Regions from separate parts of the Canis lupus genome. Here region 2 is linked to region 1. The links are chromatin contacts, called in public Hi-C maps. All regions are on one chromosome and are shown on one strand. The core of a region is the stretch at or near the end of the contact, and the rest is flanking DNA. Distances in the headings are between cores, read along the strand shown. Region 1 has its middle 5.9 kb from the start of FEM1A. Region 2 overlaps SEMA6B (semaphorin-6B).

What was found. Hi-C and Micro-C count contacts between places; a contact is called where the count stands out from the background.
Region 2: a Hi-C map of blood shows a contact between it and region 1, with 6 times the contacts expected there. The contact joins two enhancer-like sites. A contact is called at or near these places in 2 of 9 Hi-C or Micro-C datasets (both in blood).

The regions. Positions count from the first base shown.
Region 1 is chr20:55,372,233-55,378,734 of UU_Cfam_GSD_1.0, forward strand. No RefSeq gene overlaps it. Among named protein-coding and RNA genes, the nearest start is that of FEM1A, 5.9 kb to the left of the region's middle. Within about 2 kb of position 4,404, at least 3 of the 20 cell types and tissues checked have an H3K27ac peak or open chromatin away from gene starts, as enhancers often do. A contact at or near this core is called in blood, where this site is marked.
Region 2 is chr20:55,555,861-55,563,040 of UU_Cfam_GSD_1.0, forward strand. SEMA6B (semaphorin-6B) reads left to right here. Exons shown (of 20, transcript XM_038567719.1): 2 at 5,792-5,941; 3 at 6,088-6,211. The coding sequence starts at 5,821. Among named protein-coding and RNA genes, the nearest start is that of SEMA6B, 14 kb to the left of the region's middle. Within about 2 kb of position 5,656, at least 7 of the 20 cell types and tissues checked have an H3K27ac peak or open chromatin away from gene starts, as enhancers often do. A contact at or near this core is called in blood, where this site is marked.

The sequences.
Region 1 (6,502 bases), core at 3,154-5,653:
TGAGATCAAGAGTTGCATACTCTGTGGCTGGAGCTACTCAGGTGCCCCAACCCAGAAGCATTTCTCTTCTCTTGCATCCTGTTCGGTGCACACGTCTGAATTTCCCTCATTCTTATTGCCATTGGTTGTTGAAAACAACACCTAGAATTTAATAACAGCTCTTCAGGGGCAAAAAAAAAAAACCCCAAAACCAAAACAAAACCATAAAACCAAAAAGTACCCCACACCACGCTAAAAACACACATGGCTTTTTTTTTTTTTTAAGATTTTATTTTATTATTTATTCATGAGAGACCAGAGAGAGAGAGAGAGAGAGGCAGAGACTCCATGTAAGGAACCCGACATCGGACTCGATCCCAGGACTCCAGGATCACGCCTTGGGCCGAAGGCAGGCGCTAAACTGCTGAGCCACCCAGGGATCCCCCTACATATGGCTTTAAGTGAAATATAGCTCAGTTTTTTTTTTCCTGATTCCTGAAAAGGGAAAAGGGGTCATTTGGGGGATCAAGAAAATACAGGTGTTACATTACCTGCTTTTTTGCACGATGCATTACAGCTTGAAGATTTTACCATTCACGTTTTATGCAGACAGTCCTCCTGCTGGTGGACATTTATCAGGTGCCCGTTACATGCCAGGTGCCTCTCTGGACATCAGGGGTGTGAGTGAACAAGACAAACAAAAATCTAGGCCCTGGAAGAGCTGATATTCAAATAACATAGATCTTCCAGCAGTCTTTTATTTAATTCTTTCTTTCTTTTTTTAAATTACTTTTTAAATTTAAATTTATTTATTATTATTTTTTATTTAAATTTGATTTGCCAACACATAGTATAATACCCAGTGCTCCAGCAGGCTTTTTAGGATAGCGTTCCATAGTGTGGAAACGTGTTATGATTTATGTAGATAGTCCCCTGCCATCAAACCCCCTGCCAGCTACATACTTGTAGCCAAATATTTCTGTTTTCTTTAATTGTTTTTTTTAATTGGAGCAAAATATAACATAAAATTAACCTTTTGACCATTTCTGAGCGCACAGCTCAGGGCATGAAGCACACTCACCCTGCCCCTCGCCCATCCCCATCACCATCTCCAGAACCTTCCATCTCCCCATAGGGAGACCCCAGGAAGCATGGACCCCTGCCCCCTGCCCCACCCCTGGTTCCCACCACCTCCTCTCTGTCTCTGTGGACGGGCCTCCTCTGGGGACCTCCTGGGAGTGGGGTCCTGCAGGAGGCGTCCTTCTGGGTCTGGGTCCCTCCCTGAACCCGTGTCCTCAGGGACCGTCCACGTGGGGGCAGGTGTTCAGGATGTCCTAACCCACTTTCTGTCCGTAGATATGCCTGTTCCAGACTCTTCATGTAAATGGAACCACACACCACGTGGCCTTTTGTGTCTGGTCCTCTCACTGAGCGTCCTGTGCTTGGGGTCCAGGCACGTCGCAGATTCTATCTTCCTAAGTCCCTGCAGTTCTGGATTTTCTGGCCTGCATCGGGAACGCATACTAACTCGCCCACTTGAAGGGAAAATCAGAAGCGGGAGAAGGAAGGGCTGAAGTTTGAATGAGATTGAGGGTAACCAATAGGGCAAGATAGCAGTGACATTTGGTGGTGGGGGGAGGGACCCCGGGAATGGGGGGAACTGACCTTGGACTCCTCTACCCTCCGGAGGAAAGTCGAAGAACAGAATGTGGGCATGGGAAAGGAGAGAGATTGGGGGAGCCCCAGGTCCCGGAGCTCCCCTAGCTGCGCTTCGCCCCAGAGCAGAGTAAGGACGTGCCCACAGCCACCTTAGATTTCACTGGCCCCGGCTCCCACCCGTGGACGAGGACCTTAGTCTCCCCGCCAGGCTGGGCTGGAGACCCCACGTCCTGGCTTCCGAGAGTCGTTACATCGCCAGGATTTTTTGACAATAGATGTCAAACGCAGCCAGTACTGAAAATTAAATTACAGGTACCTAAAACTTAACAAATCATGTAAAAACAAAGATGATAAATACTGAACACGCATCACCTCCTCGTTACTACATATTGCTCATTAGCCCCGCTCCCCGGGTGACTGGCGCCTCCTGCCTCTGCGTGGAAATGCTACGTGATGGTCTCTCCCCAGTTTCCTGCTCTGCGACTCCCCCCTGGGGAGCTGGAGATCATCGTGGTGGGAGGATCTACGGTCCGGAAATGGGCAGACCATAAAAATCAGCAAGGAACTCTTTCTCCCCAAGACCCCCTGACTTTGCTCTTTCTTTTCTCCCCTTGTCACCAGCGATCTTTGTCTGTTGATGCTTAATGCTCTGTGTTTCTAGAACAGTGCCTGGCACACGTCGGGCGCTCCACACATTATGCTGAGTGGATAAAGGGATCGTTCCAGGAAGCGCGTCTTAACCATGGCACCACCCTGCCTAAGAATGACGGCTGATTCCGTGGTGCTGGCACGTTCCATCTCCTTCTCTTTCATTCTGATTTTTTTTATATTTTATTTATTCATGAGAGACACAGAGAGAGAGAGAGAGAGAGGCAGAGACACAGGAAGAAGGAGAAGCAGGCTCCCTGCGGGGAGCCCGATGTGGGATTCGATCCCAGGACCCCGGGATCACGCCCTGGGCCCAGGGCAGATGCTCAATCACGGAGCCACCCAGGTGCCCCTCTTTCATTCTGATTTTTGTGGGCCGCCCTCAGGCTTCCAGGGAGGCAGCCTCGGAAAACAGGGTAGGGGCTGTTATTTGGCGGCGACTGTGGCCCAGGCCAGGACATTGCCTCCTGGCCAACCCCCCACATTGGGAGAGCCTGTGGTCCCCCTCGCTGGCCCGAGCCTGGCCCGGTTGGTGCTCAAGCACACCTGGAGCCTTGGGCCAGCTGCGCTCGGCGGGGCCAGGTGTGCTCCTTAGCTGCCCACGCGGCAGCCACGCGGGGAACCCGGCCACATGCGCCGGCTGCGCGCTCTGGGTGCACCAAAGGGCCACAGAGGCCACGGGGACCACTAGGGGTGCGCCAAACCAGGCTGGGGGGCTTTCATCCTAGTGCTCCTTAAAATCTTATTAATTAGGAAATATTCTAAAGGTTCAGGAAAATCGTGAAAATAGATATAATAGATCTCAAATAGCAAAGCCAAAGGTTAGGCGGATTCATTCACTCTGTAAGTACTTCATGAGATTACCAGGGTGTTAGGCCCTGTTGTAGCAGCTGGGATGCAGATGGCAGAAAAAAAAAAAAAAAAAAGATAAAAACCTCTTAACTCCAGAATCTGGTGTAAGTGGGGGAGGCTGGTGCGGAAATTATATAAATAACAATCTTCATTTGCTAGTACTGTGTTACTGGCTGAATGCCCCCCGCCACCCCCGCCCCCCATTCAGATGCTGAAATCCCAACTTGGAAAGGCAATGGTATTAGGAGGCCCGGCCTCTGGGAGGGAGGGTGGAGCCCCGTGAATGGGATGAGCGCCCTTCTGAGAGGGGCCCCAGAGGGCTCCCTGCCCCTTCCTCCAGGTGGAGGAGGGCACGGTGCGAAGTTGGGAAGTTGGCTGTCCATGAGCCAGGAAGGGGCCCTCGCCCAGTCATGCAGGCTTGGAAACTGTAAGAAATGGAGATGTGTTGTCTATAAGCTACCCAGCTCCTGGTATTTTGTTAGCCCAAATAGGCTAAGGCAGACTGCCCTAACAAAATACAAAATATCACAGACCAAGGGGAGAGGGGCGCTGAAGACAAACCTATTCTGGAGGCTGGAAGTCAAAGGTCAAGGAATCAGCAGGGGCGGTTTGTCCTGAGGCCTGTCTCTCCCTCCCTCTCCTCATCCCCCTCCTTTGCTAGGTTAATAGCTGGTGGTGGCACTTTTAAAACACGGCCCCCACATTCTCTGACCTTCTCCCACCAAGAGGTGGGGATTATATCCCAACCCCTTGAACGTCTGTGGACACGTGTCTGCTTGACCTATAGGGTAAAGGAGAAATAGTGCGGGGGGTTTCTGAGGCTAGGGCATGGAAGGGCAGGAGCCTCCCCGGGCTCTCTTGACCGGCCCGCCCTGGGGAGGCCAGCCGCCAAGAAAGAAGTCAACATCCTGAGGATCGTCAGACTGGATGGGCCGCCAGCAAACACCTCCCCCCATCCCCCCCATCCCCCGTCCACCAGTCCACCATCCCAGCAGCGCCCAGCCTTCTGGCCATCTGCTCCTGGCTGTCCCCTGTAAGAATGAAGCCGTCTCGAACCTTCCAGCCCCATCATCCACTAGCTGCCACTACTCACATGTAATAGAAGAAGCCCCCCCAGCTGAGGCCTGCCCACATTCCTCACCTACAGAATCGGTGAGATAGACGAAAACGAGGATTATTTCAAGCCTGTGCGTTCTGGGGCAGTTGGTGATGCAGCAATAGTAAGTGGAACAGTGTTAAATGTAGCTTGTGGCTGGAATTTGCATGTCTATAATTACTCCCCGAATCGCACGGTTCCCCAAGAGTTTGTTTACTATGTCTGTCTCCTCCCGGGGGAAATGCCTGCCTCTGGGGAAATCTGCCATGGCTCAGTTCCTAAGAAACAGTCTCCACGTGTCCCTGAAGGGAGTAGACCCATCCGGGTTGCTGAGCACGGCCTTTTCTCCGTCTATGCCTCCGGCCACAGCTGCTGATCTTCCGGACCCCTACTGTGTGCAGGTCACATGCTGGAAGCTGGGGGACCCCGGTGTGCAAGCCCAGGCCCCTATCAAGAGCCCACAAGCTGGCAGAGGGCACTAACTCTAGTCCTGCTGTGTGCTTAGGGACACAGGAGCCCAGGGGGTGGCAGACTGTCCCTGGCTGGGGAGGGAAAGAGGAAGGTGGGAGATGCATCTTTCAGGGACACAGATTTTCCATGTAGAGTCATCACAAAAAAGTCATCTTTTGGCTTAACAGGCTGCTCCAAGCTCAGGGACTTCTGTGGCCTGCCTCGTGTCCTCCTAAAATTCGTGTGTAGAAGCCCCAAGGCCCAGTGCGACCGCGTCTGGAGACCGTGTGCAGGCCATATCCTGCAGCCTTGGAAGTCACACGGTGTCGCTTCCAGCCTGCTCTCCTCGCTGGGAGGCAGCTGCTAAGTCTGGCCCGCATCGAGGGGAGGGAATCAGATGCCATCCTCTCAAGGGAAGGGAAATCCAATGGGGGAGGGATGTCCGAGAAAGTTTAAGGATGTTTTGAAAGCACACCCTCGAGCAGAGACCCAGAGGACGGACCACAAGGTAGACGCCGCCCAGTCAGCGCCTCCTCAAATCGCCCCACGCCTACAAGACCATATTTTTAGGGGAAATCTCCTACAAAGATGAGGGGTCACTCCCTGCTCTTTCAGATCCCCTAAATTAGTTATGCAATTGGTTCTTTTTGCAGCAACAGGTGAGGGATTCTGAGCTAAACACGTCAATGAAAAGGGCATTTCAACAAAGACCTCTTAGTTTTTCCCTCAAGATAAGACATGGGCGAGTGGTAGCTAGACACCGTTCACACAGCGCCTCCGTAGCTGTGGGTGAGGGGTCTTTTTTTATTGCAGGACCGTGAACTGTGAAGACACCCCTACACTCACACATACTTGGGGGTTGGAGAAAGAAGCAGGAGTGAGTTATCCGCCAGAGACACTTTAGTTACCGCTTCTCCGAGAGGAGATGCTGGACGTCAGCGGCATCTAATGATACATGTGTTTTCCCTTTCTTATCAAGGGCCTTAAGAAACGCCCCTCCGGGGGTGCCTGGGTGGCTCAGTTGGTGACGTGTCTGACTCTTGATTTCAGCTCAGCTCATGATCTCAGAGGCGTGAGATCAAGCCCTGTGTTGGGATCCCTGCTGGGTGTGGAGTCTGCTTAAGATTCTCTCTCTCCCTCTGCCTCTCCCCCTACTTGCATGAGCATGCTCTCGTGTGCTTTCTCCCTAAAAAAGTTAAAAATTAAGAAAAAAAAAATCCCAGGGGTCCTGGGATTGAGTCACACATCGGGTTCCCTGCAGGGAGCCTGCTTCTCCCTCTGCCTGTGTCTCTGCCTCTGTGTCTCTCATGAATAAATAAATAAAATCTTTTTTAAAATATTAAGAAATAGGGGATCCCTGGATGGCTCAGTGGTTTGGTGCCTGCCTTTGGCCCAGGGTGCGATTCTGGAGTCCTGGGATCGAGTCCCGCGTCGGGCTCCCGGCATGGAGCCTGCTTCTCCCTCCTCCTGTGTCTCTGCCTCTCTCTCTCTCTGTATCTATAATAAATTCATAAATACATAAATAAATCTTTAAAAAAATATTAATAAATAATTGACCCTCCAGCCCTCCTCAAGTCTCTAGCAGAAATGTTATTGAGTAGCAGGAGTGCATGCTTCCTTATGATAACAAGTAAGAGAGAAACTTTTTTGTGTGTCTGTAACTTTTTTTTTTTAATTTTTTATTTATTTATGATAGTCACGGGGAGAGAGAGAGAGAGAGGCAGAGACATAGGCAGAGGGAGAAGCAGGCTCCATCCACCAGGAGCCTGATGTGGGATTCGATCCCAGGTCTCCAGGATCGCGCCCTGGGCCAAAGGC
Region 2 (7,180 bases), core at 4,406-6,905, 180 kb after region 1:
GTTCAGGTGAAAGTCCCAATAGGTTTTATGTGTTACCTGTTTGGAACTTACGAGCTGATCCTAAAGTTTACACCGAAGTGTCAGAGGCCAGAGGCCCGAAGAGGTGCCGGGTGGGAGAGGTTTTCCAGGAGGAAACTGGAACCTGTGTCAAAGTTATAGTAACTACGGGGACGCCTGGGTGGCTCAACAGTTGAGCGTCTGCCTTGGGTCCAAGGCGTGACCCCGGGTCCCGGGATCGAGTCCCGCATCAGCTCCCTGCAGGGAGCCTGCTTCTCCCTCTGCCTGTGTCTCTGCCCCCCTCTCTCTCTATGTCTATCATGAATAAATAAATAAAATCTTAAAAACGAAAAAAGTTATAGTAGCTACGGAGCGGGGAGGACAGTAAGGCAGTCGGGCCCGGGGGCTCCCCGAGGAGCAGAGGCGCTAAAGCAGAGCGGCCCTGAGGGATTTCTGCCCCTGCCTCGGTCTTCTCTTCTGCACAGTGGGATCGGGTGCCGAGAGGTGGAGTGCCCGTCGAGGCCGCAGCAGAGGCCCGGCCGCCGGGTGAGGCGCCCTGATGGGGGCTGGCGCGCTACTGCTCCACGACTGTCCCTCCGTGGGACGTGGACAGGTGTCCCTGGGGCTGCAGGAGGAGGCACGCCCCCTTCCATAGGCAGGCGAACACGAGGGGGCCCGGATACCCTCCACGCCACGGGGCGCACCTCCTGGCCACACGGCTCCCCCGCCCCCCGCCCCATCTGGCCCTGGTGGTGGCTCCTGGTGGCCAGGTGCTTGGGCAGGTGGTGGTGCTTCTTACGGGCAGGCGGGCGCCGGGTGGCTGCTGGCAGAGGCGCCTCGAGTTTCATGCAGAGGCAGATGGTCTTGGGGGGGCAGGGGCCGGGGGGAGGTGCTGGGGCCTCCAGGAGCCCCAGGTCGGGGGGGAAACCGAGGCCAGGTGCAGTGAGTTGGCCCCAAAGTGGCCCAGACTCCCCCCAAAAAGAGCACGTGGAGTTCAGTTCTGTGTTATAATCAAAATAGTATTAACCGAGCAGGTTTCAGCTTCAGCTCTGCTGCCTCAGTTTCTCCATCTGTATGGGGGCATATTAACAGCACCCACTTCTCGGGTGTGTTGTGTGGATTAAATGAATTAATTTAGGTTTTTTCAATACCTGGCACATAGTAAGCACTTGGTGTTTGCTACCTTTATTATTTTTTGAGCTCCCACTGTATGCAGGGCCCTGTGCGCAGGGTGCTGGGGACACAGTGGTGGCCAAGACCCTGTCCTGCCCTCTCCGGAGGCTCACAGTCCAGTGGGGAAGACAGCTGGGCAGTTAGAAGATGGGGTGATCAGGACGCTAAGGGGGAACACGTTGGAACCTGGAGGAAACCCATCTGGGCTGATCTGGGAAGGCTTCCTGGAGGAGGTGTCTGAGAAGAACAAGTACCAGATTGCTGGGAGCGGGAGGAAGGTGTGCCAGGCAGAGGGAACAGCATGTGCAGATGTCCAGAGGTGGAGACAGGATGGAGGGAGGAGGTGCTGGGACTTCATTTGGAGGACGCTGGGGAGCCATGGAAGGGTTTAGAGCAGAAGTTCTCACCTGGGGATGGGTTTGCCCCGCAGGGGACACTGGACAAATGTCTGGGGAAACCTGTGGTTGTCACATGGGGGGTTCTCCTGGCAGCAAGGGGTGGGGGCCAGGGATGCTGCTCAACACCCCGCAGTACCCAGGACACCCCCCAACCCCGAGAGAATGGTCACGCTGGATGTCAGCAGTGCCCAGGGGAAGAGACCCTAGTTTAGAGCAGGGGAAAAACAGGTGAGATTTGCGTTCTAGAAAGATGCCTGTGCCACCTTGAGGAGGATAGAGAAGGGGCAGGACTGGAGGCCAGGACACCAGGTAGGAGGTGGGGGCTGGGCCGCAGAGCCCTCAGGGCAGGGGAGGGGATGGAGGGGTAAACACCCCACTCTTTGGCTAGGGGATGACGGGGCTGGTGGGAGAGCCAGGCTCGAGAAGCCCAGGCTGGGTCCCAGGGGTCCCTGGGTGGACCTGTGGGGCTGGGGCAGGTGGACAGAGGGAGCAAACGGACTCCTTCCCAGCCTCCGGTTGCTGCATCACAAAGTTGAGAAAACCAGGAGGAAAAGTTAGTCACCATCCCATCCCGTCCCATCCTGACCCAGGGCCTCGGGTGTGAGGTGACTGCTACCCTCTCTGGGTCGAGGGTCGAGGGGGCGCGCTGGGTGGTCCTTGATCTCATTGTGGCCATTAGGGTGCTCGACACCTAGGAGCAGAGCCCTGGGTTCCACCCGGCAGCTGCATCCTCTCTGGTGGGACCACAGCCCCCAAATCACACCCTCCGCTCTCACGTCTGCAGAATGGGCTGGATGCTACCCCACTCCTGCTAGAGCCAGTGGGGGGCTCTGTGAGGTAATTCCTGGAAGCCCCCCAGCGCCAGCTTCTGGTACTTACTATGCCGACGGCAACAACAGGAATCGTAATAATCAGCACTTACTGAGCGCCTGCGGTGTGCCAGGTGCTGTGCTAATACCCGCCACGGGCCTGTGGGGTCAGGACTGCCCATGCCCATTTTACAGACGAGGGGATGGAGGCCCAGAGGCGGGCGGCAACCTGGCCAGGGTCACTCAGCCCATCAATGGCTGAGTCGGGATTTGAACCCTTGCAGCCTGGCTCTGGGGTCCTGCCCCTGGCAACGATGCTGCATGGCCAGTGAATGGAAGCTTTGTTTAGGAGTTTCTTTTTCTTTTATTTTTAATTTAATTTAATTAATTAACTTAAAAATTTTTTAAAGCTTTTATTTCTTTTTTTTTTTTAAAGATTTCATTTATTCATTCATGAGAGACAGAGAGAGGCAGAGACACAGGTAGAGGGAGAAGCAGGCTCCCTGCGGGGAGCCCGATGTGGGATTCGATCCCAGGACTCTGGGATCACGATCTAGGCCGAAGGCAGACTCTTAACCGCTGAGCCACCTGGGCATCTCTGGAAGTTTCTTAAGTTAAATATTATTCTGATAGAACGTGGAATAAAATGCACAGGGCATCACCTCACAGCCCTTAGGATGGCAACTACAAAAAAAAAACAGAAAAAAAAAACAGAAAACAACATGTTAGCAAGGATGTGGAGAAATTGGAACCCTCGTGGGCTGCTGGTGGGAATGTGAGATTGGGGCAGCGCTGTGGCCAACAGTCTGGCAGTTCCTCAAAGAAGTTAAACATAGAATTAGCATGTGATCCTAGGTTTATACCCCCGAGAATCGAAGGACAGGCCTCCAGGAGATGTTCACAAACCCATGTTCATAGCAGCATTATTCACGACAGCCAAGAGGTGGAAGCAACCCATGTTTCCATCGACGGGTAGATGGATAAGCACAGGGCGGTCCGTCTGCTCCCAGAATCCCAACCCAGCCTCGGAAGAAGGGACCCCAACATCTGCCCCCACATGAACAGACCCCGAGGACACCGGGCTCAGGGAGGGGACCCAGACCCAGAAGGACGCCTCCCGCAGGACCCCACTCCCAGGAGGTCCCCAGAGGAGGCCCGTCCACAGAGACAGAGGAGGTGGTGGGAGCCAGGGGTGGGGCGGGGGGCGGGGGTCAGTGCTTCCTGGGGACGGGGTCTCTGTGTGGGGAGATGGAAGGTTCTGGAGATGGTGGTCGGGGAGGCTGTGCGGCAGGGTGAGTGTACTTCGTACCCTGAGCTGCGCCCTTGGAAATGGTCAGGATGATAAATTTATGTTATATATATTTAACACAATATAGGCTCAGCGGAGTAAGCATCTGCCTCCCTCTTGGGTCGTGGTCCCAGGGTCCTGAGATCGAGCCCCACACAGGGTCCCCTGCTCAGCAGGGAGCCTGCTTCTCCCTCTCCCTCTGCTCCTCCGCCCTGCCCATGCTCTCTCTCTTTGTCAAATAAATAAATAAAATCTTTTCAAAAATTAAAAATTTAAAATACTAAAGAAAAATGGGGCAGCCCCGGTGGCTCCACGGTTTGGTGCTGCCTTCAGTCCAGGGCCTGATCCTGGGGTCCCGGGATCGAGTCCCACGTCAGGCTCCCTGCATGGGGCCTGTTTTTCCCTCTGCCTGTGTCTCTGCCTCTCTCTGTGTGTGTCTCTCATGAATAAATAAATAAAATCTTAAAAAAAAAAAAAGAAAAATGTTGAAAAAAAGAAGGACAGAGCACCTGAGAAGCCTGGCTGACCCAGGCAGGTGTTGTGGCGGAGGAGGCTGGGCCTGAGGGTGGAGCAGGCTGCGGGAGGCTGGAGGCCACCCCGGAGCCTTGACTGCTGTGCAGTGGCTGGGGGTCCCTGGGAGCCATGGAAGGCTGCCGAGCAGGGGAGGAGCCAGGGAAGGAAACTCTTAAGGAAGCAGAGGCATGTCCCACCAACACGTAGGATCCGGGCGTCTGCTGAGTCACAAATCCAGGAAGTCCAGGGTCACGAAGAGGAAGCTCTGCTGCTCCACGCAAGGCTTTTCTGTTTTTTGGCTCTGAATCCTCAGAGGCAGGCACTGTAGGGCCAAAGTCCTCATACCACCTTCACCTCCAGAGGTTCAGAATCTCGGAGCTCTGAGGCCAGGACAGGGCGTGGAGATGTCCCTGCTGCGCGCATGGGGAAACTGAGGCACAGGCCTTGCCTGGGGCTTCCCGGAAGGACGAGGCCGTAGGTTCCTTACTCAGGACCACCAGACTGCACCCCTGCTGGCAGGGCTGTGGAGGGCTGGGTTCCAGAGGGTGAGTTCTGCTCACACTTCCACCGACTGTCGATCATCAACCGGAGGAAGCCTCCACGCCGCACACCACCGGGCAGGTTCTCCAGATTCCCTTGAGGAAAGCTCCCTTGAGAGGTAGTGAGGTGCCTGTCACACAGGTATTCCAGCAGAGGCCAGGAAGGCTGGAGTGGGGAAGGAAGTCAAACTTGCCGGGGTCCCTCTGAGGTCCCCCGCCAGCTGGAATATTCTACGATTCTAAAGTATAGCAGTTCCCAGATTGTAGTTTATAAAATTCTGAGAGACTTTGAAAAAACAAATTTTTTTGAGCCTTTCATTTTAGGATTGTTGTGGGGTTTTTTTCTTTTTTTAAGATTTTATTTAATTATTAATTTATTTGAGAGGGAGAGAGAGAGAGCATGAGCAAGCGGGGGTGAGGAGCAGAGGGAGAGGGACAAGCAGACTCAGTGCTGAGGCAAACACCGGGCTGGATCATCCTCCCCCCGTCCCCCCAGAAAGCACGACCTGAGCAGAAATCAAGGGTCACTTGCTTAACACCCACTGAGTCACCCAGGCGCCCCAGGATTGTTGTGTTTTAATTCTAAGAATCCTTGAATATATGTTTTAAGATTGAACTATTCAAGTACGTGTTTCGAAGTGTTGTGTGTGTCATTCTCATGATGCTTTTTGATTCTTTAAAATCATTTAATTTAAAAATCATTTAAATATTGTCATTACGGGGTGGTGGTGGTGGTGGTGGTGGTGGTGGTGGTGGTGGTGGTGGTTGTTAGAACCCGTTCCGTTTCCGGAGCTCTCACCTCTCACTACGATGTGGTCAGAAAGGTCTTTCTAAAAAAAAAAAAAAAAAAAAAAAAAAAAAAGAACTTTCTGATGATTCCATAAGTGCTGGCGTTACTATTACTGCCCGCTTGGTGTTATGTTTTGTTACTGCCCCCGGGGATGTTTCCGGGGTTTGAAGGCCCAGGCCGCTGCGGCTCGCGCGCGCCATCTCTCGGCGGAGGGCGGGACTGCAGGCCGCGCCGCTCACCGCCAGGCCCCCCCCCCCCCCCCCCCCCCCCCCCCCCGCCCGCAGGTGTCACTTCTCGTCGCCCGGACCTCGCCATGCGGACCCCGCGAGCGCCCCCTCCTCGCCCGGCCCCACTGCTCCTACTGCTGCTACTGGGGGGAGCCAACGGCCTCTTCCCCGAGGAGCCGCCGCCGCTTAGCGTGGCCCCCAGGGACTGTGAGTGGGGGTCCTGGGGGAGCAGGTGACCCGAGGGAGGGTTCTTGCTCCCCAAAGCTGGGTCTGCTTGCCCACTTCCCTGGGGGCCTCACCAGGCCAGGCTCACCCCAGCCCTGGATCACACCCCTCCCCAAACCCTCCCCCAGACCTGAACCACTACCCCGTGTTCGTGGGCAGCGGGCCAGGACGCCTGACCCCAGCAGAGGGTGCTGAAGACCTCCACATCCAGCGAGTCCTGCGGGTCAACAGGACCCTATTCATCGGGGACAGGTATGAGGGATTGTCGGGCAGAGTGTGCAGGGTGAGGTGTGGGGAGCAGGTGGTGGCATTTTGGGGGCGGTTGGATTCTGGGCCATGTTGTTTGCCTGGAGTACAAATTGGCGTCCTTGGGGCTTTATAAAGGGTGCTGTCTCAACTCCACTTGTGGTTACAGCCCAGAGTCTGCTATGGTGTGTTTGCAGGTGGGGATAGCTCTTTGGTCAAAATTCACTGGGTTTCTAGAGGGTGCTGATGCGGGGCTCCAGGGATTCTCTGAGAGGTGACATTTGAGTTGAGACCTGAGTCAATCATGGGGACATCTTGGGGGAGAGGGAGAAATCTGGGCAGAGAGCACAATCTATGCAAAGGTCCTGGGGCAGGATCCTGGCCTGGTGTATTGGAAAAACATTGAGGATGCCCAATTGGCTGGGGCAGAGTGGGTGACGGAGAGAGAGGGAGGCAGGGAGGGCAGGGAAGGGACAGGGCAGGTTGTGTGGGGCCTTGGGGGCCTCAGGGAGGACTTGGGCTTTTACCCCAGTGATGGAGAGCCCCCGAGGGCTGGGGGCAGAGGGCCTACCAGACTCAGGTGCTCTTGGGCGCCCTCTGATGGCTGCTGAGGGAAGGACGATCGAGGGCCTGAGCAGGAAGGCCAAAGCGAAGGCGACTTGCCCTGTTCATGGTGGACTGGGGTGGTGGCCCCGGAGTGCACGAGAAGGGGGTAAATTCTTGGTGGACATTAAAGGCAGAGCTGATGGTATTGGCTGATGTGTGGGAGAGGAGGAGAGGCAGCAAGTTGAGGATGACTCCCAAGTTGTGGCCTTTGCCCCTTGAAGGACAGAGTGGCCTCAGCTGAGATGAGCGATGGGGCAGGAGCAGGTGTAGGGGACAGTTGGGGGCAGCGTGGCCAAGCTGAGTGACGGACGCCCCGGAACCCCAGCAAGGGGATCTCCAGGGTCAGCTGACCTCAGGGTGGGGCCAGGC